Linked DNA regions of Mus musculus: all the other regions are linked to region 1. A link is a contact called in public ChIA-PET, HiChIP or PLAC-seq and promoter capture Hi-C data. All regions are on one chromosome and are shown on one strand. The core of a region is the stretch at or near the end of the contact, and the rest is flanking DNA. Distances in the headings are between cores, read along the strand shown.

Region 1 (3,856 bases), core at 165-2,664:
CACAGACATCTTGTGGTCCAGGCACAGGGTATCCCCACAGTCCCTAGTTTCTAGGAAAGCTGTAGCTCAGACATGGACATCAGTATAATCAGATGCCTAGGCGAGCCTCAAATGGAGACAATGAACGTCAGCGGTCCAGCCTCCTGGCCTCCTCGAAAACTCAGCTGTGAAGTACCTGTAGTCTCCCACTCTATTAGTTCTAAAGAGCTGACACAGGAGCCTGGAGCTAGCAGCTTGCCAGTATGACCAGGAGCAGAGGAGTGACCCCCTTGAGATCCTCTGCCCTTTTTGTAACAATACAATAAGCATTCCTATTGAATTCTCCTGATGAGTTCTGCGGGCTTAAGTGTGTTGCAAGGACAATAGCCCTTGTTCCTCTCCAGCCTTCTTGACCCTTTAAGATGTCTCCTCTTGAAGGCAGCTCTGCAACACTTTCCTTCTCCAAACTGCCAGCTCTCTGAGAGTCACAGTTCTCAGTTCTCTTTCAGTGACCCTGTCATTCTCAGAAAACATACTTGTCCCAGCCCTTCCCCCCCCCCACCCCTTTCTTTGAATCTCAAGGTTGTGTTTCAGTTGCAAAACTCTGAGAGGGGGAGTGAAAACCTCAGCCCGTGTTTGTGATGTTCAGCGGGGCACATCCCCAGTGCCTCTGTAGATAACATGACTGACTGTGCTCTTTTTACTTTGAACTCCTGTAAAAGTGTGTTTTGGGGTCCCCGGTCTTCGTACTTCTGTGCCACTTGGTCCCTCCAACTCTCCACTTTTTCATTCTCTCCTGGGCTACAGGAACCTAGCCTGAGCTGAGGAGTGGGTAAAGTGTGTGTGTGTGAGGGGGGTGGGCAGCAGGCAGCGGAGATGAATTGTGGGCTAAAGACTAACAGGGTGGTCGGGAAGGGTGGGCAGAAAGAAGGGATGGGGTGAGATGGTAGGGTTCAGGGAGAGGAGCCTAACTAAGAAGGGGCACGATCAGACCCACGGAAGAACCAGAACAGCCGAAAAGTGAGGGCTAAGTTATGGATTGTCCGGAGGTGGTAGGATAATGATTTGAGGAACAAGGGTACGTACAGGACGGAAACTATAGGCTTTACCCATCCATCGCTGGCCACTCCCAAACAGCCACAGTTAATCTTAGCCTCCTCCACTTAAACAGCAGGTGAGCCGGAGACCGTTTTGCCAGCATGAAGGAGCTGGGGCGGGACCCCAGCCCATCCAAGCAGATTCTCCCGCGAATGTGAACTTTAAAGCAACAGAGCGAGCGCTGGGGAGCCTACCGTATGCAATGAATTCTAGGCTCAGGCTGGAGATCGTGACGAGGAATGGGAGCAAACGCGACAACATCCTGGGCGCACAGCGGCATCGTCCACTGGAGCCGGCCTTTACGCCTCCGGCCGGCGGCGTCCTGAGAACTGAAGACTGCCGCTGGATCCACAGGGCCAGCTTGACATCAACCTGAAGGCGGAGCCTCGTTGCTCCGCCCTCAGCCCACGGAGCTTGGGAACCTCCGCAGGAACCTCAGCAGGCAGCGAAGTCTAGCTAGTTCTGGGGCATTTGTCTCAAGGTGAAAGAGCAGCTGAGGCTTTCTGTGGCTGGGCTCTTAACTCTCACACCGACTGGACAGCCTGTCTCCCCTCTCCCTCCCCCTCCCCTTCCCCTTGCCCCCTTCCCCTCTCTGTTGTAGCAATTGGAATTACTGACTGGGCCAGGAGCAAAGCACAAGCGTGCAGGTACATGTGTGAAAGTCCTGGGACCTCTATGCAGGGCCCTCTGCTAAGCCAACAGTGAGGGAACGTCCCTACCTGACTCTTGGTGGGAGTCCATGACACCCCCAGGCCCTTTAGGTTGTTCTTGCCCTAAATCTGCAGGTTAGAAGTGTCAATAGGCGCCTTGAGGGACCTGGTATCACTCAGATGCCTCTTCAGTGACCAGGACATCTGTCTGCCCTCCAGTGTCACCAAAGATGTTAATTGTGTGAGAGACCAAGCTTTGTCCACCTGACTTATTGGCAGGTGGCGCTGATACTGTGAGTATGTCACTTACATGATTTTCAGGGATCTAATTGTGAGGTGTACAGCGCCCGTGGGGTCATCTGCCAGGTACATATTCATGCTATCCTGGAAGCCCTGTTTTTGTTCTGAGGAGGCACAGAAGCCAAGGAAGGGCTGGAGTCACTAGGATGCCCTTGCTCTCAAGAAGTCACTTTCTATTCCCCTCAGAGCCTACCTGTCACACGGAAGACACTACTGCCTTGAGAAGGCTTGGCCAGCCATCGGTCTGCAAATTGCATGATTCTCAGTGCCAATACCAATCCTGCCTCCCATCAAATTAGAAACTGACTGAAAACAGTATGAGGTATTTGTTAAATTTTTCTTTTTCTTCCTGGAAATTGGATTGGATGGTTCTCCGGTGTGAAGTTCGTAGATGACAAAGTACTGTTACTATGTCAAAGATTTGGGCAACCTCTGAACCTGGAGAAGGACCCTCCAACTTGGGGGTGTCAGACACGAGCACTGCCGTCGTGACCTGAGAGCTAGTGATGCACACCACCCCCTTGGCTTGTGGAGACACAAGCTTTGTCTAAACACCGTGGGAGTGGATAGTGCTATGTCCAGTGGCCTAGACAGAGGATGCCAAGTGGAGTGGGATCATGTTCTGTGCCGAGGGAACTCACTGGGAAAGGTGCTTGTCTGTGAGGACTGGGCTGCCCTAGCTATTCAGCTAGTTGGAAGTAATATCTGTGAACCATAGCATCGAGCACACACACACACACACACACACGCACACACACACAATCAGTGAGAACCACACTCAGGGATACCCTCGTCACTGTGAATACCCTCATGTCAGCCATGTTGGAAAACTTCAGACTTCTTAATGTGGGAGGACTTTGTTTTAATTGCTGTTCTGCACTGCCCATCCTTCCGCTGGTAAAGCACATATACTGCTTGGCGTGACACAAGTACCCAGGCGTGACGCAAGTACCCGGGCATGACTTCTTAGTCCCCGTTTACCTCTTAAAAAAGAGGACACTGCGGTGTTTCTTCCTCAGTTGTCTTCCTTTTAGTTTTTGGTTGAGTTATAAGAATTTTAAAGCCTTGCACCTTGGCTGTTTTAAGGGACGATCGAGATGGTTCTTCCACATACCAGAATTTACAGTCACAAGCTGATGCTGGCCAAAACCAGGCCCCTTCCTCTAGAAACCACCTTGCCAGAGACAGAAAGTGAGCGGAGATTTTAACAGTTTCTGGGAAGGAAAGTACAGACTAACAAGGGGACACAGGGCTGAGAACAAGGAAGGTTCCATGGCAGAGGTGGCCGGTTATCTGAGACTTGAGCGCTGCGTTGTAATAGGCAAGTTGATGGATGGATAGGGAGGGGATTGGGACATTGGAGATGAGGGGATACAGCAGTTTTAGAGAAGTCTGTAAAGTGGGCACACATCCTAGGGCTGACATAATTTGGCCCTTGCTCGGGGCAGAACCAGCATTGAGTGTGGGCTTCCTGCTACACTCCCTGCTTCCTGCATAGCACCCAGGGAGAAGCTGCATTAGGCACATAATTATCATACCCGAGGAAAGAAAAAAAATTAGAAGAAGCCCACATGCATGCTGTTTTGTGTTGAGTAGCTTGTTCTTCAGGGGTTCTTTTGTGAGCATCCATATTGGAACAGATGGTAAATAACAGGATTTTCATATGCTCGGACTCTTAAGGTGTGTCAAGGACTCCATAAAACACTTTACACTGCATAGCAGACACCAGCCAGGTACTGAACAAACAAATCCCTGTCCTTTTCCTGGGAACATGGGACAACTGTTTTCCGGTGTGTGGCTGGAAAATATGACCGGGTTTAAACCCGTGT
Region 2 (3,597 bases), core at 1,072-3,571, 190 kb before region 1:
GTCTTTCATTATGGTTATATCACCTTCTGAGTTTTACGCGGTGGACTCTTAAAACTATTACAAAATGTGAATTTATAACGTACTTTGTTTTCCCTCTGTGACCTGTTATTTCAGGTCACTTGAGGACATCTTAGCGGTCTGCAGTGCCCAAGTCAGCAGTGGGACTTCAGAAGGAAAAGTTGCCTACCCTTCTCCCATCCTGCTTATGTGCATATATACATGTGTGTGCATGTGTGCGTGCATATGTATATCTTACAACAACAGAAAACCTGGAGGCCACATCTTGATCCAGAATGTTCTGTTGTGTTGCTGGGCTCCCCCATTCTGAAGAAGGACTCTAAGAAGATCCATGGAGTAGATCAAAGCTCTTATTTAATTGCACAGCTCACAACTTTGCTGCCAGAAGTGCCCACTCCGGTGTTGGCCTCCACACCGTTGTCTCTCACTGACTTTTAAAATTAAATTAGACTTTTTGTTTGCAGGAGAGTATGAACTGTAAGGCTTTGTGCACAGACATTGTGACTCATGGAAGCTTTACTGCACTGTAGTTAATAAACTTCTTTGCACCTTGTGGCTACCCTTTTCGTGTCTAACTATGTTAAAATGAGAAGTACCTTGTGCAGGGGATTGTTGTGGTTTTCAGCATTGAGAAAACTGTCTGAGCTGCACCACCAGCAAGATCCTGCATAGATCCAGTGGTGTGCTGGAACCAGCTCACATAGCAGAAGCTGATGAGTGCATTTCTAGAAATTTTGTGAACCCAGTGGCAAACTGGTGGGCATGAAATACACCGCACTGGGAATATTTATACAGGGCCCGTGCAGCATAGTCCTTGGGGCCAGAAAACATTCAACAGTTTCCAGGACAGGACAAATTTCAAAAGATGAGCATTACCCAGGCTTTGTTCTACTGGGTCAATCCATAGAACAAGGGATGGATGTGTATGTATAAGAACGCTTAGTCTGAAGGGATGATTGAAAAAGAGAAGGATCTGGCATTCAGGATGGCCTGAGTTGTTCCCCAAGATGGCCAAGCCACTCAAAGGGTCTGCTAGGAGAACAGCTTGCTCTCTGTATGATGGCAACCCTCACAGTCGGAGGAAACCTATACAGCAACATGGTGGGCGGAGCACTGGCCAGGGGAATCTCTGGAAGCAGCTAAAGGTGATCAATCAGCCAGGCTGCATCTGTACAGTAAGAGAAGAAGAAGTGAAACTTCTGTGTCCGAAACACAGCCTCAAGTTTTCTATTCTCCAAGTAATTGTGCTTTATTTACATAAAGCTGATTTCTCAGCAAATGCCTCTTGCCAGTCAAGATTTTTGTTGTTGTTTTGTTGTTGTTTAGATATAAGGGGTTCACAGTGTAGTCCAGGCTGGCTCCTCCTGCCTGAGCCTTCTGGGTGCTGAGATGTCCAGCATACACCACTAGGCCTGGCTGATTTGAGATCTTGCTTGCAGAGTTTGTAATCCAGAAGGGAGGTGACATCTGCAGGGACCTGAGATATGAGGCTCACCTGAGTGAGCTGCAAGTCTTTCCTTCTAGAAAAAAACTATACATACTGCAAGTAGGACAACTGTGTCAACCCCTCCACGGTTCCAGGACATCGCAGAAGAGGAGGCAGAATGTCAAAGCCAGAAGACAGGGATGCCGTGCTTCTGGATAGGACATGGCCCTGGTAATCATGTCCACACAGCAGCTGTGGCTACCTGCAGAAGACTTATATATGCACATACACAGGCACACATGGACACACACACACACAAATGAACAATGCACATAGACACACACTGGGACACACACACACACTGCAGGCACATAGGCACACTCAAGCTCACATACATACCACACACAGGCACACACATAGGCAAAGATGTACACATGTACACAGGCATCACCCCCACATACACACATCAGCGCACATGCATGTACATACACCACACAGTAGCATGCCCACACACTGTACACACAGGCACACACATGTATACATGCATGCATGCATATACACAGGCACACATAGGTGCACAGTGCACCCTCTATGCACAGACACCACACACACACACACACACACACACACAAGCAAGCATAGGACTAGCTGGGAAGAGGATCAGCAGGGATGAACTGGGAATAAGAGAGGGTGATGAGGGTGAATATGACCATCACAATACATTGAATACCATTTGTAAAATTGAAAAAAAAACCCATAATTTAAAAGTAATGGAAATATAAATGCAAATTGAGCAGTGACCTAGATGATTGAATGGAGAGCCTTGATTGGGAGGTTCCTGTTTCTGTTTCCGCAGCCACCACAGAAGGCATGCACATCTGTGTTGCTTTGAGCCTGATCTCCTGTGCTGGCAGAAGTCTCTCAGTTGGTGTGGGCGATGCTGTGGCAGGAGATCGCGGTGGACTGTTCTTCCTGGGCACTGTCATCTTGGGTAAGCAGTGACTTTGTGTGCTGTGAGCCGTTCTTTGAGCTGTTCTGAGGAGATGGCCAGTTGTCATTCAAAGGAAGGGTGGTGAGATGGGCATTGCTGTAGGATGAGGAGGCCGTGCATGGAATTCCCGGTCTCTGCAGGTGGGCTGCTGTGAGGTAGACCAGTAGGTGCAGCTTTAGTGTCTGTAGTGTACTTTGTGTGAAGGTTCTCAGAGAAAGAAGTAAGCCTTGCTTGTGGTAAGCACGGACGGGGTTGTTTAGAAGGTCTAGCTTTCCTGTTGCCGATGGCTTGAGACAGAATCGTGACTGCTTTTGAGCTCATGGCAGGACTCCTACCTCACTGTTTTCTCCCTGATCTGGATACGTCACCAAGGCAGTTTCCCAAGAGACTCGGACTATTTATTGTCTTTACTCATCACACCCTGACATAGCCTCCAGAAAGGCAGATGCAGGCCGGATGGTGACTAGATGCATGCTGGGCTGGAGGGAACAGGGAGGGATGTTCCCAAGGTCCCATCTGAGTACATGTAACCTAGGTTGTGTTTCAGAAGCCACGAAGCACCCCTCCACCCAATCTGTATTACTTGGTCTTAGAGGGAAAGTCAAGGGCATATTTCAAGAGGTTTGTATCACGCAGGGTGGCTATGAGGACTTGTGAACTTACAAATTTCTGAGAGCCCAAAAGTGCACAGGAACGAGCAGGGGACTTAGCATGGCAGCGGAGAGGGGCGTGCTTAAGAATGTCACACAGTTGTCTGATTTTATGGTCTTGGTTATTACCGGGGCAAATGGCTAGGAGACAGTCCCCGCTCTCCCATTGTCTTGCAATATTGTCATATCTGAGGGCCATTTTCATATTCTGTGTGGCATTCTCATTGTTACAAGTCTCTTTTCGGAAGCTTCCCTCCACTGCCATAATTATACCCAGGGGGAAAGTTTCTATTCATTGTTAATTGTAGGAAAGAGTTCCTGGTGGTTGCACACACCCTAGGACTGATAGGAGATTTTTGCCAGGAGTCACTGTGGAGGAGCCTTGAGCTTGGGTCAGATGCTCTGCCAGCAAGGGAAATGACTGACTGTGTGGTATCACCTGAAGGTTGTCTGCTGAGCTAAGTCAGTACCCAGAAAGGGAGCAGGGTAGGGAGGATAGCTTAACAGGCAAG
Region 3 (3,565 bases), core at 461-2,960, 240 kb before region 1:
AGGGCCTGACTGCTTTCCTCTCTAATAGAGCGCCTTGGTCCATGGGGCCCTTCTCTTTTGTAAACTCCTCCTTATTTCCCAGGATTCCCAGGTATCTAGCCTTTTCAGAGTACCACATTCTTGTGTTGTCTGTCCCCTGTCTGTGCACTTTATGCAGATCACCTGGAAATGGGGCTTTCTCTCTGTCTCTCTCTTGTCTCTGTCTCTCTCTGCCTCTGTCTCTCTGTCTCTGTCTCTCTTTCTCCCCTCCTCCTTCTGCTGGAGAACCCCTCATGGGGCTGATTGTATCATCTTCCTCCTAGAATTCTGAGGTAAGTGCAGGACACCTGGTAACTGCTTGAAGCTGTTCTGTTGCTTGTTTTCTGTAACAGGAAGAATGAACACAATTTCCCAAGAGTTTCCCATCATCCTTTTTTGTTCTTTTAGGAGAGATGCTGAGAAGAGGGAGCCTAATCTTTATTTCACTTAGTTCTGAAGAGCCCGCCAGAGAGCAGAGGAGATAGGGGGTAGGATGAGGGGAACTCCTTGGCACACAGGACTGGTAGACTCTATGGAGAAGGGGGATTGGTGTAGTAGAAAGCAAAGGTGACTCAGGAGCTGACTTGCCTGTCAGGCAGACCCGGTTTTGAATCTGACTGGGTCATTAGTTACGTTACCATGGTTATACTACTTGATCTCCAAGTTCCTACTTTGGTCAGCTTCTGCTCACTTTCCAGTGAGCAACCGTGTTAGACTCTGTCCTGAAGAGTTTGTTTGTCTGTCCCCTGTCTCCTCCCCTCAGTTTACTACAGTGACCTTTCTTCCCTGTGATACAAACAAAACACTATAGAAACCATTAAATGGGAACGTCTACATTTAGGAGATGCACACACCCCACTCACAAAATAGCACACATACTTTTCTGCCCTGATCTCCCTGCTTTCTAAGTTATCCATGTTCACAGCTACTCTGGATTTTCTCTCATCCACACTGACCACATGAACCACATTCTGAGCTGGGAACGGGATACTGTCAGACATTACATTGGAACCACAGTTATAAGTCAGGAACAGCTTCAGCAACCAGAGCAGTCTTTACTGCTTCTAATGGCAGGGCCACACTGTCTCTTGCTGTTGGGCTGTCCCTGTGATCACTGGGACAAGCTAAAGTCCCTTTGGACGAGTGCCCCCACCTCCTCCTTTCTCCTCCTCTCTTTTATTTTTTCTGTCTTTCCTCAGCCATCCTACTTGCCAGCTTCCTGAGTACTTATAGGTGTGTGTCAAAATTAACAGATAAACCCCAAATTAGGAGGTTTTTCTAGCTCACATTCCCTTCCAGCTGCTCTGTAAGGTCTGTCCTTTGAACCAAAACGTTATCTCCTCAGTAACCAGTCCCTCCCAATCCGCCTCCAGGTGACCTAGCTGCCAGCCTGACTTTTTGGTTGAAATGGCTTCTCCCCAGCCCACCATTTTCAAGATCTATCGGGCACCTTCCGTGCATCATTTGTAGTAATCACTAGTCTATGTGGAAGTCAGTTTTTGGAGGCTTTCACGCAGGAGAGGGGGGTTTACAGGCAGAAAGTGGCAGAAGGAACTAGAAACAGGAAAGTCAAAGTGTTTAGCTTAAAGGTACTTTCCTTATAGGGCAGGGCTGAAGGGGATGTCCTGGTGTGTCAGGCCCAGGTCGGTTGCATTTCTTCTAATTGATTGTGGAGACTTCTGACTGTTGCAGTGGTTTAAAATTGGCCCACTGCCTATCTGAGATTGACTAAGTGGCTGCTCTGGTCTGGTCTCGTCTGGTCTGCTGTTCGTTTGAACATCTCTGCCTGGTGGTCCCTTGGGAACATCCGAATACAACTACCCTTGAGATTCTTTATTTTGCAGAAGGCCTTTCAGCTTTGACCTGCACTTGAAACTGAGGGCTCAGCCCCTGGCACTCGCCTTCCACAGCCGTGCACTCTCAGTCCTGTACCAATCCCTTCCATCCTAGCTCCTTAGGATCTTGGAATTCCTTAGTGTCCTCCGTCGAGGTAGAATCACTCCCTGCCTGCTGGAAGTGGCCTCTTGCTTCACCTTGTCTTTTCCAATGTCCTTCCTCCAACCGCAGCTGAGTGACCTTTCTAATGTACAAATCTGACCCCCTAAACAGTTTCTTTGCATTCCACTGCTCCTGGATAAAGCTCAACTTCCTGACCCTTATCAGAGGCAGAGGACTTTAGAACGCACTTCTTATAAGATTTCCAGCCTCATCTCTGGCCTTTATCTCTTTTTCCTCCACCTGTATCCAACCTTCCCAATTGCTTCCCTTCCTGCCTGTGTTGTACCTGGGATCTCCTCTCAAATCCCCGCCTCCACCGCCGGCCTTGTGCATCTCTTCAGACTGGATTCCAAGACAACTAGTTGGTGATTATGTGTTAAGTGACTTAATGGTGTCTTCCTTGGTCTTTACTCCATGGGAGGCCTTCATTACTCTCATTAACTACTGGAGAAGACACAGAGACACAGAGACTCTGGTAGCAGCCAGAGCCATTGTTTTATACATGAGTTTGCTTGGATTTTGTCTCCTCCTCCTCCTCCTCCTCCTCCTCCTCCTCCTCCTCCTCCTCCTCCTCTTCCTCCTCCTCCTCCTTGTCCTCCTCCTCCTCCTCCTTCCTCCTCCTCCTCCTCCTCCTCCTCCTTCCTCCTCCTCCTCCTCCTCCTTCCTCCTCCCACCCTCCTTCTTTTGGTGTTTTTGAGTCAGGATGTCTCAGTATAAACAACCCTGGCTGTCCTGGATTCGAGTAGACCAGGCTGGTCTGGAACTCACAGAGATTCACCTGCCAAGTGCTGGGACTAAGGTGTACACCTGAGTTTGCTTGTTTTTACTTTGCCTTATAACTAACTACCTTGCCCACTTGTTTTCCCTCTTTCCTTTTCTTGGGGGGGGGGGAAGGAAGAGGATGGGGAGAAGTAAAAATCTATAGCATGGCTCAGCAGGTAAAAGTGCTTGCCACCAAGCCTGATGACCTAGGACTCACATGGTTGAAGGAGAGAACTGACTCCTAGAAGTTGTCCTCTGACCTCCGCATGTGCACTGTGACATGTGTCATGCCCTCAGCCTCCCAGCCCCCAAATAAGTAAACTGATGGCAACATCAACAACAATCAAATAGCATGATTATTTAAATTGTAGTAAACACAATCACGCTGCTAGGCAACTGTCACCGTCTGGACTCTTCACCCTCCCCTGAGCTGTGCCACCCTTCCAAATGGAAGTTCTGTAAGCATTCTGTAAGCACCCACTGTGTACTTCCCTCTCCTCGAAGCTTCTGGAGGCTCCAGTCTACTCGGTGAAGTTGGCTATTTTTGATCTGCCTTCTTCACAGGCAGAATCAAATATAGAGTCTGTCCTTCTGTGATGGGCTTGCAGAAGTCAGCATGTGGTGTGTGTGTGTGTGTGTGTGTGTGTGTGTGTGTGTGTGTGTGTAAGCCAGAGGTCAACACTGGGTGTTTCCCTCAGATATTCTCCACCTTTGTTTTTTTTTAGATAGAGACTCCCCATAAACCCGGAACTCACAGCTGAGCTAGCCAGCTGGCCAGTGAGCCTGG
Region 4 (3,952 bases), core at 1,156-3,655, 150 kb before region 1:
GATGACTACTGGGGCCCCAGTGGGCTATGGGAGGGTCTGACAAAGCCCCTATCTCCTGGTCCCTGATCTGATCTGGCTACTACTGTTTGTTTGTTCCTTGATCCTGGAAGTCTGAGCTGGCCCAAGGCTCTTGGAAGTTCGAATACTTCAGTGACTATTAGCCAAATTCTAGGGAGAAGCAGAAGAATGTAGGATTGTTTCTTGCCTCCCATGACAATTAAATAGAAACTTCCAGACATAGCATGAGGTCAAGTGAGACAGCAAAGCAAGTTTCCTTTAGTTTCTGGGCCTCACAAGGCACCATAGGCGGCATCAAGAAAAAAGGAGGAGGCCGGCTACGTCAAACTAAAAATCTCTGCGAGCGGTCTAGGCTGAAAAGTGTCTGCGGCCAGCCCACCTGGTTGGTGGTGTTGCAGACTTGGCTGGAAGAGCCTGAGCAGAGCGGGAGGTCCGAGTAGTGCTGGTCTAGACTCTGGGCACACACTTATAAAGAGGCCTCGGGGCCCTAGGGTGGTAGGGATGGGCACCGGGAGAGACTCTCCTGAAATTCGGACTCCTACACCGTGGCTCTGTGCAGGGGCCATGGGAGCCCTACCGTAGAGTGACAGAGGCGCTGGGAACAGGGTCAGTGCAACATCAGGACCTGTCACCTTCTGACTTCTCACAGCCCTGCCTTGAAGTTCCAGTTGGCTTTGGGTCTTGTGCCCCTGGGACAGCTTTCAGAGACCAAGCTGGACTTCCAAATACATTCATTCATCCGGTCAGCAGCATCCCCGGGTGGTCAATTACCTCCCGGTTAGTGAATTTCAAGTCTCAACCAGGCGCTGTGCAGAATTCTCAGCTCTTCCCTGTGTGGAAGGCTCAGTCACAGCCATGTGGAATAAGGGGAGTGGGGTTGGGGGGAGGTCAGCCTCTTCCAAAGAGCTGGGTTTGAATCCTGGCTCTGATCTATCACCTGTACATTGGACCTAACGTTAAGATCAAATTGTGATTCCTCACTGTGGACAGATAAATGTGCACAGCTAAATAAATGATTGCTGTTTAAGGACCTGTGATACGCTTGGCTCTGTTCTCCTCTTTGCTTAGGGCCACTTCTCTCCTAACTTCTACTTGTGACAACCTGTATTCTCCCCTCCTTCGAAATAACAAGTTTCAAACATACACCAAAGCCAAGGGAAGTGTGCCCCAGGCACCACCAATCATCTGGGACCATCAGCTACATTACCCACGGGTGTTAAAAACACAGACACTATCTTTATGATACCCGGCAGCATTAGACGTTATTTGTTGACATAATCAACGTCCAGTTTACATTCGCTCCCTGCTCCCCTTGTCTCAAAACCTGTTCCTTTCCTTGTTGATTTGTTTGAATCCGGGTCCCTCAGAGGTCCATGCTCTATTCTCTTGTAAAAGTCTCTTAGGCATTTGTGCATCAGCCTTCTCTGACAAGTTCTGTATTCTGCGGAAATGCTAGAGCAATGAGGAAGTCATTACTTTCCAAGAGCCTCCTGCCCACTTCGCTGAACCCAAACAACAAAAGGCAACTCTTTCCTGGGTGTTTACATCTATGTACGTACGTATGTACGTACGTACGTATGTATGATCTATCTATTCTCTTGCCCCTCCCCGTGTGTGTGTGTGTGTGTGTGTGTGTGTGTGTTGGGGAGAGACAGAGAGAGACAGACAGACAAACAGAGAGACAGAGAGAGAGCATGTAGCATGAGTATACAGGTGCCACTAATGTGTTGAGGTTAGACCATAACTTGCAGGGATCAGTTCTCTCCTTCTGCTGGGTGACCAGGTGTGTTCCCGGGGATCAAACTCAGGTCATCATGCTTGGCAGTGGCCACAAGCACTTTCCCCAGGGAATCAACTCACAGGCCTTTGGGGCGTATTCATATGATAAAAAGGACTTCCTTACAGCCCTTTGATAAAAACAGATGGCTCTAACAGTCTTTCTCTTTTTCCTTTTTTCTTTCTCTCCCTCCTTCCCTCCCTCTCTCCTTCTCTCCCCTCCTTCCTCCCCTCTCTTGCAAGGGTCTTGCTTTGGAGCCTAGGCTAGCTTTGGACTGCTATGAGTTCAAGGCAGTCCTGTCTCTGTTTCCCTAGTGCTAGGATTGCAGGCACGTGCCACCTCACCTAGAATTCTCTAACAATTTTCAAAGTCTAAAAATCATTTCAAATGCAGTAGGAAGGCAAAATTTGATTGAGCTCTGAGTTTAGAGGCTAAATTTTCTGGCAACTTAATTTCTTCCAGGAATATCTTTTTTATGCCCTCCCACCTGCTTTCTGAAATCCACCAACCACAATATTTACTCCATCCCCTTTTTTTTCTTCCTTTCCCTTATACACCACCCCCCTCTCTTTTTAGCAGCCACATACAAGTCGGCCATATTAGAGAGATGGAAATAAAGCTTCCTCAATGTTGCATATGTCTTTGAAGTACATCCGTGCATTTTCTTTTTTAGCATTTAACCATTCCTACCTTGTGGTCCTTGGTCCCTCAATCACCCTTTCCCACAGCCCACCCGCCTAACGTCACAGTCTCTGAAAATGCACAGGGATGCCTGGCTACCTCGCCCTGCCTTCAGTCTCACGGGGCTCAGTCTGTTTTTCTCTTTGGGTAAGTTAGAACCACATCTGCATGCTCCTAAGGGTCAGAAGTGCAGCTGCAGCGGAAAGAGGAGGGGGCGGGGGAGGGGGCAAGAGGGAAGGAGTGTGAGCCGCTTCCCTCTGTGTCCTTGGGAAGGGGCGTGCTGGGGATCTGGGACAGCTGGGACTGCCGGATGCTGGGCTTCTCCTTCCCAGAAATGTTGACTAGAGGGTGAGTGTTGCTCGGGGATGAAAATGGTCAAATTTATCAAGAGGTGGTTCATCCTGTAGATTTCCCTGAAGTGGACCCATGTGGGGGTGGGGCAGAGCTAGGCTGCTCTGCGGTCTCTTCAGGGATTTTTCTCTTCACCACCACCACCACCACCACCACCACCACCACCACCACCACCACCACCATCATCATCATGTTTTCATTTTCAGTTACTTCCCAAGAGATCTCATAGGAGTTGCTGGCTTCTTTAAAAGTCTCATTTGTGAGCCCGTTCCCTGGGATCTGGTGGATTTAAAGGAGATCGCGTTCTCGAGAGTTGGGGGCAGAGAGTTGAGCCTATCCCACCAATTTGTTGGGATGCGTGTGGGAGGAGGTGGGTATCAGGCTTAAGGACCAGCTCCGGGTTGGCAGGAGAGGCACCAGAGTAGCTGCTACCGAGGCAGGCACCCCTGGTGTGAACCAGATGGAATGGATGAGGTCAGGTGCCCAGGATCCTGGGAAAAGGAGCAAACTGTAAGTGGAACCTAGGGAGAGTTCCTTTAAAACCAGTCTCCGTGGTCCAGCCCAACCTTGCAGACCACCCTGTCGTAAGGTCCCAAAGCCAATTTCATAGCTGAACACCTAGAGACCTCGTACTAGGCAGGTATGTTAGGAGGCTATTTGTAGGCCTGCTTCCCGACTCTACCCCACCCCACAACCCATAAGGTCTCACTTTGTAGTCTTGGCTGATCTCGAACTTTCAGTGATTCTCCTGTCTCTTTCTCTTCCTGGGTGATGGGATTACAGACAAGTGCCACCATGCTGGGCTCTAAACCTGCCTTGTGGACAGTTTTACTCTCACTCTTAAAATTCTCTCTGTAGTGCCTGAGGGTCAAGTTTAAGGATCTTAGGTGAGATTAGGTCCCACTATAAGCTCTCTCAATCTGTCTGTCTCTCTGTTGTCTCTCTTTCTGTCTCTATGCTGGTCTCTGTCTCTCTGTCCCACCTTCTGTGTCCTTTCTCACTGTGCTGGGTGGTATATCCCCCCTCCCTCTCATGCTGGGTATAGGGCCCACAGGGATAACAGAGACATGAAGCAATCCTGGTAACCTGCAAGATAAAGATCTAACATCTTTCGTCTTTCGGAAC
Region 5 (3,616 bases), core at 475-2,974, 130 kb before region 1:
TCACTTTCTTTCCCATTGGTTCACCTCCTCTCACCTCAGCCTAGAGCTGGGAGAAACATGACCCTGCTGTAAAAATAACACAGGCAGCCTGGATGCCTGGCCTTGCTTGCACAGTGGCAGGCCCTCCCAAAGGTCAAAACCTCTCCTGGACGTAGCTTCCCCTCTGGGGCCCCAGGCTTCTTTGAACTCAGATGTGTTGTGTGTTCAGCCTGTGTGCCCAGGGCTCTGCCAAGCGTGCTAACACGTCTTTATCTCTCTGAGTCTTTACATCCAGTTCTATTTCTAATGTTGGAAAGGCCTGGTGCAAGATACAGGTGCAAAAAGGCACACAAGTCTCAATGTAGGTAATAAATCAGGATAGAGGCGTGGTGGAGAACACCTTTCATCCCAGCACTCAGGAAGGGGAAGAAGAGGCAGGGCGATCTCTGAGTTCCAGGACAGTTTGGCCTACAGGGCTACACAGAGAACTCCTGTCTCAAAACCACCACCACTACAGCAATGACAGCAGGAACAGCAACTCAGGATCATTAAGTAAAGTTTATCTCCCATCCTCGGCCTCTGACTGCTTTTCCATGGTGGCCTAGAAGATGGGATTTCTTTTCAGACTCTTCCCCAGTCATCTTGCTTTTGTGACTGGTCCTGCAGCGACTGGGGTTCCACTCAGGAACCACCCACCTGCTTATCAAACTTATCCAAGAGGAGTCCAACTCAGCAACCCCTAGGGGAAACACTAGATTCTTGGATCCCCAGAACCCTTTAGAACTCAGAGGAGGTGTGTTCCCTGGACTCATGGGCTAGCATGAGGTCCCCTAAAACTAGGAGCCCAGGGCTGCCCTCCCTGTTGCCTAGCATTGAGGATGATGCTATTTTGCATCAGGAGGTAAATATCATGGGGTCACCATCCAGCAGACAGCAGAATTCTCCAGAAAAGTTGTGTGCTTTGTTCAGAGTTCTCCAGCAGCAAACACAGGGCATCAGAGCTGTTCAACTACCATGACAACCAACGAAGCAAAAGAAAACAAGGTTCTCCCCGCAGACAGTTAACATTCTGTATACAACCTCAATGGTCTCTTATGGCGCTGAAGCCTTTCAGGAACTCCGGGTTGGAAGATGGGTGGAGGGTGTGGCGAGGTGGAGGGTGTATTTCCAAGGTTTAACTGGTCTCCGGACAGTGAGGAGGATTTGTCCTGGAGGGTAGCTTGAGTAGTTGACTAGAGGTCTTGAGGGGGGACCTTCTTGGTGTTTACGGTTGCCTCCCCACCCCCGCCTCCCCGCGCTGGGGGCAAAGCACGCTGTCTCCAAGTGACTGCCTGCCAACCCTCTAAGAAGCAAAGAGTCTGTGCAGAAATGGGTTGGTGGGCGGCGTGCAGGAGACTTTGCAGGGGAAACTAGGTTTGCCACAGCCTAAAAGCCATCCGCAGAGCGAATGAGCGGCGCGGCTGGAGGCGACGCGTGTTGGTTCAGGGCTGTACCGGTCGTCCGCAGCGGGCAAGCCGGCACACGCCCACCGGCTGCGGCAGCGCCCGCTGCGGATGTCCTCCCGGCGGTCCCCGGAGAGGCAGCCGCTGCCCTTACTCGTGTTCTCTGAGCGGAACAAAAACAGCCTTCCAACAAACCTAAAAGCTCCACCTCTACTCCCCCGTGAACTCTTCTCCTAATTGGCAGCTCGGCGCTTGGGATGATGCGGGCGTCTGCGGGCTGGCCCTGCAGTGCCAAGCCGCAGCATTCCCGTCCCGCTGGAGAGGAAGAGGGCTGCCCAGGCTGGACCCTACGGCCGTGATACACGGCGCAACGGGCACTGTGCGAAACCGACGGGGACGCCGCCCCTCCTGCGGCTGGAGCGCTTCCAGAGCAGAGGCGCATCGCAGTGCCGCTCGCCCCGGCGTCCTCCCTTCAGCTCCGGCTCCTCCTCCCCCTTCCAGCCCCGGCTCCTGCAGCCGGCTCCAAGAGGCGGCGGGCGCGCCTCCCCCTCCTTGGTCTCCCCCTCGTCTCGCTCTCTCGCGGCTAACTTTCCGGAGCCCCGACCCGCGGCTCGGAGCTCCCCTGGCAGCTGCGGGGCCCACAGACGACCTCGGGTGGAGAGCCCGGCTGTCCCCACTATTCCATCCCAAGCCCCCGGAGCGCTCCAGAGAGAACAGGACCATGTCCCGGGCTGGGAACCGAGGCAATACTCAGGCGAGATGGCTGGGCACTGGGCTTTTGGGTAAGATAGCCCCAGCTTTGTCATTTCTCTCTCTCGCCTCTTTCTTAACCCCACCCCATCCTGAAGGAGGTGAAGAGAAGTGCCTTAGACAAGGTGGCACCAAATGATTGGGATGCCGGTCTTCCTCCGGACCCTTAGCTTTAAGACTATGTTCCCTGGGAACCTTGTGCATTTTCCCCAACCCCTGCCACCCGGGCAGTGAGTTTCTTGCTTTCTTTGATGCCTTTTGGAGCTAGGTGTTGGAGCTGCAGCAGGGAAATCCTCCTGAGACCGGAGTTAAGGCATGCTGGTGGGGTGGGGGCTGGGGTGTCTACTGCCTTGAGTGTGGGGGCTCCAGGGAGTTTGCAGGTGTAGCGGTGTCTGCCGCTCTTGCCTAGTACTATTGACTTGCTTGCTTCCCTGGCAGCAGGAAATGCTCCAATGGGGGACGAGGGTCTCCCTCCCGACTCTTCGCCAGGTTCTCCCCACTTCTTCCTTTCTGGTGTCCATTGCCACTCTTTCAAATGCTGGAAGGACTTAGAAGAACCCAGAGGACCACTCAAAGGCCACCTTTTCAGAAGGTCCTTGTCCCTCTTCCTTTAAAGGGTTTCTTTGGGGAAAGACCTGTTTGGCTTGCTACTGGCTTTTCATTTTGGGGAAGGCTGGGAAGAGAGAGGAGTCAGGCCCAGAGGACACAGAGGGTATAGACTCTTATGGCTATCTATTAATATTCACATGATGGTTTTGAGTGTCAAACTCCAAGAGATTAAGCAATGGTATTTATTAGTCCAGACCAGAATCTAATCTTCTACACAGCCTGACTTCCAATGTAAGCTGACTCCGTCTCTGGCACCTGTGCCTCTTCCTGTTTATATAAAGTCAAGTTTGGTTTTTGACAGCATAACCCACCCACCCACCCCCCACTGGATCAGGCACATGGTGGAGGTATCTGTGCTGGAAGCAGGGGGCACAGGCCTCTTATAGGAAGCCACTGCTGCTCTTGCGCCTGGAACTCACGTGCAGATCTGTCCTATGCGTACCCATCAGGTGTTGGGAACTGTGTTCTTTTTGCTCCTGAGCTCTGCCTTACCTCCCGGAGGCCATCAGATATAGGGCACTGATGTTTTGTTCCATACCATACAGATGTCGTACAGGTTTCATGGTGACTCTTTTAAAGTCCAAAGCTCTTCTTCATGGGATGGGTACAGTGTCATTCCACTGGAGTCCACACTTGGATCATCCTGGGGCTCTCCTGTGGCCACGGTAGGGATGAGAGGTCTCAGAGGTACCAAAGCTCCAGTCATTAAACCAGCCACTGTATGTCGTGGGTTGCTTTACCCCCGTGTTTGGTTGGTCAAGGGAGGGCTAGGCCTTGCCCTGCTAGACTATCCATAGAAGCAGGCTTCTGTGGACAGCCAAGAGGGCTCTAGGTAC

What was found. Promoter capture Hi-C pulls out the DNA fragments that hold promoters and counts their contacts. ChIA-PET counts read pairs in DNA pulled down with a chosen protein or histone mark. HiChIP or PLAC-seq counts read pairs in DNA pulled down with a chosen protein or histone mark. Capture Hi-C pulls out chosen DNA fragments and counts their contacts.
Region 2: a contact with region 1 is called in a promoter capture Hi-C map of adipose tissue. The contact joins the promoter of Jaml here to the promoter of Il10ra in region 1. A contact is called at or near these places in 3 of 39 promoter capture datasets (embryonic stem cells, pre-B cells and stem cell-derived epiblast-like cells), 2 of 484 Hi-C or Micro-C datasets (CD4 T cells and memory CD8 T cells), 1 of 115 datasets of contacts at active chromatin or transcription factors (memory CD8 T cells) and 2 of 9 other capture datasets (adipose tissue and pancreatic islet).
Region 3: a contact with region 1 is called in an H3K27ac HiChIP or PLAC-seq map of bone marrow-derived dendritic cells, with 2.6 times the contacts expected there. The contact joins the enhancer-like site here to the promoter of Il10ra in region 1. A contact is called at or near these places in 1 of 39 promoter capture datasets (pre-B cells), 1 of 484 Hi-C or Micro-C datasets (nephron progenitors) and 3 of 115 datasets of contacts at active chromatin or transcription factors (bone marrow-derived dendritic cells, bone marrow-derived macrophages and pro-B cells).
Region 4: a promoter capture Hi-C map of pre-B cells shows a contact between it and region 1, with 3 times the contacts expected there. The contact joins the promoter of Scn2b here to the promoter of Il10ra in region 1. A contact is called at or near these places in 2 of 39 promoter capture datasets (pre-B cells and stem cell-derived epiblast-like cells), 2 of 115 datasets of contacts at active chromatin or transcription factors (embryonic stem cells and pro-B cells) and 2 of 9 other capture datasets (adipose tissue and pancreatic islet).
Region 5: an RNA polymerase II ChIA-PET map of memory CD8 T cells shows a contact between it and region 1, with 68 read pairs. The contact joins the promoter of Scn4b here to the promoter of Il10ra in region 1. A contact is called at or near these places in 3 of 39 promoter capture datasets (embryonic stem cells and stem cell-derived epiblast-like cells), 1 of 484 Hi-C or Micro-C datasets (nephron progenitors), 4 of 115 datasets of contacts at active chromatin or transcription factors (bone marrow-derived dendritic cells, effector CD8 T cells, memory CD8 T cells and 1 more) and 2 of 9 other capture datasets (adipose tissue and pancreatic islet).

The regions. Positions count from the first base shown.
Region 1 is chr9:45,267,735-45,271,590 of GRCm38.p6, forward strand. It overlaps Il10ra (interleukin 10 receptor, alpha), which reads right to left and starts at 1,415. Exons shown (of 7, transcript NM_008348.3): 1 at 1,272-1,415. The coding sequence starts at 1,338.
Region 2 is chr9:45,076,862-45,080,458 of GRCm38.p6, forward strand. Jaml (junction adhesion molecule like) reads left to right here and starts at 2,322. Exons shown (of 11, transcript NM_001005421.4): 1 at 2,322-2,435. It overlaps Mpzl3 (myelin protein zero-like 3), which reads left to right. Exons shown (of 6, transcript NM_001093749.3): 6 at 1-576.
Region 3 is chr9:45,028,926-45,032,490 of GRCm38.p6, forward strand. No RefSeq gene overlaps it. Among named protein-coding and RNA genes, the nearest start is that of Mpzl2, 12 kb to the right of the region's middle. Within about 2 kb of position 1,711, at least 20 of the 459 cell types and tissues checked have an H3K27ac peak or open chromatin away from gene starts, as enhancers often do. A contact at or near this core is called in bone marrow-derived dendritic cells, where this site is marked.
Region 4 is chr9:45,115,471-45,119,422 of GRCm38.p6, forward strand. Scn2b (sodium channel, voltage-gated, type II, beta) reads left to right here and starts at 2,406. Exons shown (of 4, transcript NM_001014761.2): 1 at 2,406-2,623. The coding sequence starts at 2,554. All of the region lies in intron 1 of Gm10684 (predicted gene 10684), which reads right to left.
Region 5 is chr9:45,136,900-45,140,515 of GRCm38.p6, forward strand. It overlaps Scn4b (sodium channel, type IV, beta), which reads left to right and starts at 1,725. Exons shown (of 5, transcript NM_001013390.3): 1 at 1,725-2,203. The coding sequence starts at 2,143.